Regions from separate parts of the Cricetulus griseus genome. Here region 1 is linked to region 2. Evidence: chromatin contacts called from public Hi-C data. All regions are on one chromosome and are shown on one strand. Each heading gives the region's core, a stretch centred on a gene start, on an enhancer-like site or on the middle of the called end of the contact. The rest is flanking DNA. Distances are from core to core; before and after follow the strand shown. Region 1 holds the start of Znf462 (zinc finger protein 462). Region 2 overlaps Znf462 (zinc finger protein 462).

Region 1 (4,762 bases), core at 1,034-3,533, 55 kb after region 2:
CAACCTCCCTCACACTGAGGGAGTAACATTTCCTGGAGACATTCAGGGACCTGGAGCAGCTGAAAGTTGTGTGAAGATCTCAGTGGAAATGTTTTAGATTTTGCCTAGTCTTTCCTTAAGGAGGTCAAAAACCCTTAAGGTCCACTCCAAAGGAGAAAAAAATTCCAAAAGTTTACTTTAAAATGGAAACAAACATCTCAGTAACTTGTGAAAGCGCTCGTTGGGTAGGAGAAAAATCTGAGGAACCCTTAAAAGCCCTCATTCCCTTGCTTAATGAATAGATAGCGAGGAACCACCAAAAGGTCTCCCTCTGGAGAGGGAGAAGGAGTAGGCAGGCATGCCTCTTCCTCCAGCCATCACCAAGAGAGCTTCAAAATGGAGACATCCATAATTTTATAAACACTTCTCATCCCAGCTTTGTCTCCTGGAAGCCCGCTCTCCTCCATTTTCTGGTGGAGTTACAGCATGACAAGGCTTACCTGACTCAGTTCCCAGCTCTCAACCCAACTAGTCAATTCCCTCCCCAAACCTGCAAGCAACCTCCAGAAACAAAACCAAACCAAGCCAAACAGCCAACACAGACACTCAGACACAACCCCCGGGAGCCCTGGAGAAAGCCCCAACTGGTTGGTCTTTTCCCATCCCAGGCGCGTGCTTAAAAATGAAACTTTTTTCTTTTCTTTTCTCTCTTCTTCTTTTTTTTTTAAGGTTGGGGAGGAATATAAAAGAAACTCCAGGCAACCTCTTCCCCTCCCTCTCTGTAGGTTAGGAGCCACAATGAAAAGAAAACCAGGGTTCCTTCAGGAATGGTGAACAGCCTGGAGAATGAACGTGAGAAGGAGCTTTGTGTTTTGGAGTCTGGACTGGAACCAAAGCAGACAGCTTGCAAATGGAGGACAGGGAGATAAAGAAAGGGAAAGAGAGGGGCTGCTCCAATGGGGGGCGGCTGCGGCTTCCCCCCCGTGCCTGGAGGGAGGGCAGACCCCTGGGAACCGCACCAGGAGTGAGACGCCCCCCCTCCAGGCCCCTGCCTTCCTTTCTCCCAGCCTCAGAGGAGCCAAGCGTGTGTAATGGCTTCTCCTCTCCAGAAACCGTTGTCCTCCTCCAACCAGACGCTTCTGAACCTTCAGCCTGGAGACAGCTCCTCAGCTGTCCCTCAACCTGCGCCCCCACCCGGCCCGCGGCCCCCCGCTCGTCGCCTCTCTCCTCCCCAGTAGCGGCGGCTGCAGCCACCCCCTCGACACATCCCGACCCCGCATCCCAACTTCGGAGAGGAGAGAGGAGAGAGAGAGAGGAGAGCCAAATACCTGAGGAAGAGGGGGGTGCCAATCCGCACGGCTTTGCCATCGGGCGGGGGACAGGCAGACAGAGGAGGGGAAAGGAAGCAGAGGGACAGAGAAAGAAAGAGGTCAACCCGCTCAGGTCGGGGCCGCTCGCTCCGAGCGCTCCCTCCTCTGACCCCTCGCTTGCTCCCTCTGGCTCGGGCTCAGGTCTCTCCTGGCCTCCAGCCCTCCGCCCCCCTTCTCTGTCCCTACTCCTGTCCCCACACTCGGAGCATCCGTCCTAAGCCTCCAGCTCTCTCCTCTCACTCATCTCATTTCTCTCTCTTCTCTTCACAGAACTACACGAAATTAATTAAGCCACAGGGCTCCCCCCCCCCAGCAGAAGGCAGAAGGAGCAGCCAGCAGGAAAAGCACAGCCACCTCCACAGCTACCACCACCACCTTCTCCTCTTCCTCCTCCTCTTCCTCCCTAGCTTCTTCTCCTCCTCTTCCTCCTCCCCCTGCTGCTCTCCCTCCTCCCCCTCCTCCTCCTTCTCCTCCTCCTCCTCGGTCTCTCCTCTCTTTAGCTTCTTCTCCTCTCTCCTCATAGCCAGCCCATGCAGGGGACTTCCTCTCCTCCCCGCGCCGCCAGCCCTCCTTGGCCGAATGAATGAGCGCGTTTGTGCCTCCACCGCCCCGCGCTCTCCTCCCCGGAGCACTCAGACCACCCCGGAGGTGGTGGTTAATTGCAGTAACTTACAGAAGAAGCGTCCCGGCGCCGGGAGGTGCTTCGGGTTCTCCAGCCCCACCGCCTCCTTATCCTCTTTCTCTTTCTCCTCTTCCTGCTCGGGTTATTGTTGTGGAAGTTGTTTGGGAGTCTCATGTGCTTCTGCCGGGTCTCAGCAATGGAGGATCGCCATCTTCCCTGCCTTCCACGGCTCCTCAGACTCGCTGCAGCTGCAGATGACCTGAGATATCCGTCTCTCTCCCCTCTCCCTCCCTCCCTCTCCTCTCACTCTCTCTCTCTCTCCCCTCTCTCTCTCTCTCTCTCTCTCTCTCTGCTCTTCTCTCTCCTCTCCTCCCTCTCCCTCGCGCGCGCTCTCTCTCTCCCTCCCTCTGTGTCTCTCTCTGAATAATGAGCAACCAGAGGGAGAGAGAAAGCAAGACAGAAAGAGAGAAGACAATCTTCTCCTGCCACACAAAACGCCAGAGCACCAGGGGGTGCGCGAAGCCTTTCTAATAACAACAACGTGCAGGAGAGAGGAAGGGAAAGAAAGAAAGAAATGAGAAAAGGGCTGGGGGGGAAATACGAAGAATTATCCAAGAGCTGGAGAAGCGCAGGAGAAGCTGGAGGAGATGCTGAAGCTGCGGCTGCTGCCCGCCCCCCTCCCGCGCTGAACCCCAGAAGGAGGCAAGGTGGTTGCAAAGTTAAGGCTGGGACATTGTCTTTGTCACTCTGAACAACACAGAGCCAGGCCAGTGAGATGCAAGAGGAGGAGGTGGCGGTGGAGGAGGAGGAGGAGGTGGTGGTGGTGGTGGTGGTGGAGGAGGAGGAGGAAGAGGAGGAGAAGGAGGCAAAGGAGGAGGAGAAGGGGAAGAGAGAGATGAGATGAATAAAGACCTGCGGAAAAGGCGGCGCGAGGAGCGCGACCGCCGGGCTCCGGGCGTGCGCGCTCGCCTCCCGGAGGCGCCCGACCTCCCTGGCCAGAGGAGCAAGCCCCCAGTGAGAACCCTGCTCTGCTCGCACCATCAGCCCTGCCCCAGGCGCCCAGCCCCGGCTCTAAAGGGTCCCTCAAATGAATCCATCTAGAGGCCAATCTTTGCAAAGAACAGAGATGAAGAACTGAAGGTTGCAAGTCTAAACCCAGATCAACCACGTGGGGCTTTTTAATTCCTTTCCAGCTTGCAGTGTATCTCCAGTGAAGGGCTCAAGTTGTCCATTACTGGCATGTATTTTTAAGTCGTCGCCCTCTAAATAAAGGCTCATTGTGCGGTTTATGTCTCTTCTGATACGAAAAGGAGAAGAAGGAGCCCATCATTTTTATCTAGAAGCCACCACTTTCTTTTCCGAACTTGTGAAATGTTTTGACGGCGCACCAAGGTGTGTGTGTGGGGGGGTGTAGTACTTAAATAACTTTCCACCCTCGCGCCCCGCGTTGTTTGCACTTTCCGACTGATCATCTAAAGGCTTGGAAAGTAACAATCGTCGCTCCTAATGATAAGGTGTCATGATGTTGAAGACAAGAGAGCCAAGCTGAAGCATCACACCTTGAATTTTTATTTTGTGTAATTTCCCCCCAAATCACTCTGAACTATCTCTTTTTCAAAGAAGTGGGTTTCCACTCCCTCTCTCACCAGGTCAAAGATCTCCTAAGGCTTTAATTTGATTTAGGATGGAGGGGGGGCACTACAGTACAAGAAAAAAAAAATCAATGCAGCAAGTCAGGAGCAATTGAAGTTCAAGGGCATGGGCTGGTGTACGGTACCATTTCTATTTCTCAGATGCTCTAGTTGGACATCTACAGCCCCAGGAGAGAAAAGCACGCAGCGCAGCGCGCGGGGCAGGGACCTTAATTAAAGTTTCTTTTGTCCGCCTCTGAATTAGGGGTTGTTGCTGGATTCCTTCGCATTGAGGAGCGCGCATCCGGTGAAGGCGCGGTGTGGAGGATCCTGGGCGAGATTGTCCTCTTTAATACTCGCCCCGTCCCCCCTCCCCCACAGTCGGGGCAGCTAGACCGGTAAACCCATACAATAAAAACAGAGAAGACGCGCACGAAGTTGGTTCCCATCGGATAGCGGCGTTTCCTAAGCACATCTAAAAACCTCATTTCCCAAGATTTTCCCGATTGTGTATTCCAGGGCAGAATGTCTCACCCTGACGCACGATCTAACCCCTTTCCAGTCAACACTTCCTGCCCTTTTCTCCTCCCACTCACATTGAAAAGCTCGGGAGCCCTAAAAGGGTGTTGATGGCTGGGGGTGATAAATAAATAAATAAATGACACTACGCGTGCGGTGGCGAAGAAAGGAGGGGGAGGAAGAGAAGCGCGGGGGAGGGGGGTCAGGGAGAGAAAAGCGAGGAGAAAGGACTCAGGCGAAAGGGAGCCTGGAGTCAAAGAAAGCAGAGGGAAAAAGGAGAGGAAGATCGGTAAGACTGCTTCGCAGTAAAATCTTCCTGGCTTTGTGCAAAGGGGGAGGACTCGCTTCTTTCCAGGTGCTAGAGGGACCTGAACAAGTCTGTCTGTCCGGAGCTCCTCCCCACCGGGACCCCAAGGGTGTCTGAGTGCTGACCGCCGCTCCCCATCAATTCCTCGTGGCCACAAGAGGAAGCGCGCCAGGTTTGCGCCGTCCCGACTGATAATTTACCTCTTTGTCTTTAATAAAAAGCTGACTTTTTTTTTTCTGTCAAAAGCTCTGCACCGGGCAAAATTATAATAACAATAACAACAACAATAATAATAGCAATTGTATTTCTGATTGAAAGCACCCATCAACTGCTA
Region 2 (4,400 bases), core at 83-2,582:
TGTGACTGAAATCTATGGAAAGCTTCGTGCTAGCTCAAGGGAGAGTCCTACCATGAAGAAGTCAAAAAGTATATTGGGGAGTCGTAGCTCTTCCAGTGTTGGTATATATCCTTGGGGAGTTACCCAATTAATATCTGAATGAGTAAGTTACTTCATGAAGTGTATCACAAACCCTACTAAGTCATTGTAATCTAGAACCAAGTGTCTTAAGAATTCAAGTGGCAGCCAAGTCGTTTTATGATGCAATTTTCTATAACTCGAATAAAAGTCACATGATTTCTGCTGGAGGAACAAAGTCTAGTCATAATGTGTCAGTGGAGTGCAAAGAGCCGTGGGGTGAGGATTTTGTAGGAGAGCATGCTTCTGCCAGTAGCCTGCTAAAATAAATTCTGGCGAAGTCCAGCTCGGGACAGAGCTTTGCACAGTGAGACAGAGATGTTTTACCTCCTCTTCTTTTACCCAGCAGTTTATCCTGTTTCAATAAACATAGAACTGGGCACCAGAGTCCTTCAGCTAACTAAGTCTCAATATTCCAGATACACAAGCTTTTATGTCTGAGCACCAGCCTAAATTGTGTGGAAGAGGTTGCTATCAGCTCTGGATCAAATTACAGCAGTCACTGAGGCCCCACCCCACTTCTCCTTTCGCACAGTCCATTAGACCTGAAAACAAATTTTTCCATGGTGCAGACGACGACTCCTGCATTTAGAACACTTCACAGAAAAAAAAAAAAAAAAAAAAAAGCAGATCATCCAATACGCACTCCCCATCCCCCAAGCTTAGTCCTTTCATCTCAGCCAAGCAAGCCACAGCTCTGCTGAATGTGTTTATCACCCTTTCAGGAGATAGGAGCTCCTGCGTCACCGTCACTGAAGCTCTAAGACTCTAAGCTGCCCTAGTCCACTGAGCTAGAGGAGCAGCCATTTTAGCTCAGAGCTTCTCCTCCGTGCACAACATGGCTTCTCTTGGATTCTGCTGGGCTGACAATCACAAGTGAAACGCTACAAGGGCAGGCTGGGCTCCTCCTAAGCTCCGCTCTTCCCAACAAAGAATTAACTGTTTTCATTTCTTCCCGAAAAGCAGCACCTTTCTCCTCAAATGACATTCACCAAGATCTCCAAAGGTTCTTTTATCCCATGATTGATAGGCTGGCCCATCAGTTCCAGCAGAATACTGGTTAGATCAGGATGTCCCTGGGCCAGATTTAGGGGTGTCCTGGAGAAGGGACCTCCAGAATGCCTTGGTTTCTTGGGAGTCTTCCTTCCACACACAGAAGACATACCATCCGAGGCTGCTAGCCAGATTCCAAAGTCTAATGACCTTTGTTAATCACCAGCCAGTCTGTCTGCATCAGCAGACCCTGCCAAAAGACACACCCTTCAACACAAAGGCTGTAGCTATTCCTTTTTAAAGAGGTTCTGTGAAAGCTCCATTGTGTAGCTCAGAGGAAAACAAAATCCCTTCCCTTCCAAACTTCAAGCCTTTAGAAATAATGCAACAAAGGGCTTTCTGCTGTGTCTCTTTTGGAGACTTCGAGCCTGGTTTGTGCAAAACATCCACAAAAATGGCCCATGCTTGCACCAGGAGAGCGGAACACCTTCAGCATGGAGGCAGTCCAACATGGAGATGAAGTTCGTCTCTCCAAACACTCCTCTAATAATCTTGGTGTCTTCTGAAGCTGTTATCTCTCAAGGATGCTAACCTCATTGGATGCAAACACTAACTGTCTCCTTGTTCAGCTACAAAGGAGATTAAAGGGTTATGAGATCAGAAAGAAAAAAAAAAGAGCCACTGATTTGGAAAAAGAAGAGATGATGAAAGTGATTTTCTAATGGGTTCTAGCTTTAATGTTGTTGCAGTCTTGACCTCAAAAATAGCTCAGAGCCTTAGAAGAGGTTAATCTCCAGGCAGCTCATACAACCACCAGCAGGTAGAGCTGAGTGGCCTTCAATTTGATGTCTGCACCAATACTGCAATGAGAATGTAGCCCACTTTGAAAGCCATTTTGTCTTTGTGTACACGGCTCTCCTGAAGATGCTGACAGGAGAAGAAAACAGAAATTGCTGGCGTGGCCCAAACAATCCAAGTAACTTGATATATTTATGAGACTGTAGAAGTACACACATGCAAAAACCAAGAGCAGGAGAAGTAGGAAAGGACAGCTACCAAGCAAAGGGGACCTGGGAATGACCCATCCATCCATCAATCAATAAGTATGTTTCTGGAGCAGAGCATAATCCTCTAAGAAGGCAACAACATGGGAAAGAAAGATGACACGTTCAAGTCTGTGTATTTGACTGTTTGTCGACTCGGAGGGGCAACGGCTGTAAGAGGCTAACTTAGAAAGTGTCTGCTATAAGACAATGATCTCAAGCAAAAAACCTTGCTCTCATATTTCCTTCATTTAATAACACCCACAATTATGAGATTATCAATCTTTTTCTCACTTTCCAAACCAACACAATTAAGAGGAGAAATGCAAGTTTCTGAACTAACTGAAAAGAAATGTTATTCTTAAAGGTCAGGAGCTCGATATATAAACCCAAAAGATGTCCCCATCTCCCACTACCTGCCCCTTCCAGGGCCATATCTCCAGGCCCCTTAAGACCAAATACGCTTCCTTCAGATAGTTCCACTTCTAATAGGTGATAATAACTGTGATGTGAGGAGACTCCATTCTAAAATAACCTTCACCTCAGTGACCAGTTCTCTGTACAGGAAATCCTTAAACCATCCTTTCTCATCCTCAAACTAGTTTTATCAAATGGCTTCTTCACTTCATACTTAATGAGTTCAAAGTGTAGTGTTTGGATGAGAAACTCTCAAGTCCGTTGTCTATGTTTAGCAATGTCTTGAAGACATCCTTGAGAGTGTTCATAGTCCACACTAGAGATCTGGAAAACACACACTGGAATGAGGAAAAGGGTGGTGTGGACACATCCTGCACTTTGCATCTCAACACTAATCTGCATTGATCCTGTTGCTCACCCACTGGTGCTGAGAACTCCAGGGTCCTTTGTGGCCACACACACACACACACACACACACACACACACACACACACACACACACACACACACACTCTTCCTTCTGGGAAAAAGAAAGCAGTCAAAGCAGTGTCACTTTGTATCCTTCCAAGCTCACGTGTCACTGGAGACCTGAGGTGTCCTTGCCGCTTCACAGCCTTCTCAAGAGCCTGACACTTTCAACCCTTGTCCAGGTCAGCTTGGCAAACACTACTCTTCTAGCTTGATGGCCAAGAGTATAAGATGGTCCTCAAGTCAAGGTTCAACTGTCTCCAGGAAGTGACCAAATGAATACACCCAGGCCCTGCCTGTCTAATCCTCTCTGACCACAGCACTGCAGATCAGAAATGAAGCTGTGAAGCCCCACAGCCATGTGATTAAGTAGCAACTAATTATAACCTTCAAAGCCTTTGAGAACCAGATCCAGATATACCAGAAGGTGCTTTTCCTCTGTCCACTCCAGAAACCTACTTTCATTTATAAGACACCTAACTCCCCAGATCTCCTCAGTCACAATTCTAATGAAGGGCTTGAGTTAACACCTGCTATTTGTCTTTGCCTTTCTTACTTTCCTCTGAGTGGAAACAGGAATTATCCAAGAAGATGGGTAATAGAATGAATGCTTAACAGTCGGACCAGAAATACAGAAAAATCAGCAACCTAACCACCACCCTGAAAAACTGTATTTACAGGTCAGAGGCTATTCATACAATGAGGTCAACAGGTTAGGAGATGTATTAGGCTGATATTTCTAGTAACAAGTCCATAACCTAAGAATAAAGAGAAGTCAAATGCTAACTGACAAACTTGTAAATTCAGGGTTGTTATTCTTGGCAGTGAGGGGTGTTTTGTATCGTTATTAATCATGTGCTCTTGCTGTGGCCAAAGTGAAAGTTCTGCTTACTTAAAAACCATTTAAAGACTCTTTCTCAACAGTACTTAGATGGAATCAGAGGTGGTATCTCTTTCAGAAACAGTAGTAAGAGAGGGAAGCTACAAATATAAATATAGGCTATGCCACTATATGAGCATATATTTTATATGTATATATTGTATATGTATATTATATATACATGAGTTTGCATTTGTGAACTAGCTAATTTTGTAGGTTTAAATTGATCTCAGATAGAGATCTTGATCTCTGGTGGTTTAGCAAGACTTAGGGCAGTCCTGTTCTAAATCAGTATAGCTGGTGTGTGTGCCATTCCTGTGTTAGTTAAGAAAACAAAAACAAAGGATACCAACACCAGGCTCCCTTCATTGATCCCACAGCATTTGGTAGCAGTATAGATCGTGCCTCAGCAGGTGGTGCCTTCAAATGTCCTATCAAATGTTTATACAGTTTGCTACATGATCTAAGCCATTCTGTGTGCT

What was found. Hi-C and Micro-C count contacts between places; a contact is called where the count stands out from the background.
Region 1: a contact with region 2 is called in a Hi-C map of the CHK-Q cell line, with 4 times the contacts expected there. The contact joins the promoter of Znf462 here to the enhancer-like site in region 2. A contact is called at or near these places in 3 of 8 Hi-C or Micro-C datasets (the CHK-Q cell line, the CHO-K1 cell line and fibroblasts).

The regions. Positions count from the first base shown.
Region 1 is chr2:88,915,555-88,920,316 of CriGri-PICRH-1.0, forward strand. Znf462 (zinc finger protein 462) reads right to left here and starts at 2,284. Exons shown (of 14, transcript XM_027403067.2): 1 at 2,023-2,284.
Region 2 is chr2:88,861,094-88,865,493 of CriGri-PICRH-1.0, forward strand. The region is part of intron 1 of Znf462 (zinc finger protein 462); the gene reads right to left. Among named protein-coding and RNA genes, the nearest start is that of Znf462, 55 kb to the right of the region's middle. Within about 2 kb of position 1,333, at least 2 of the 6 cell types and tissues checked have open chromatin away from gene starts, as enhancers often do.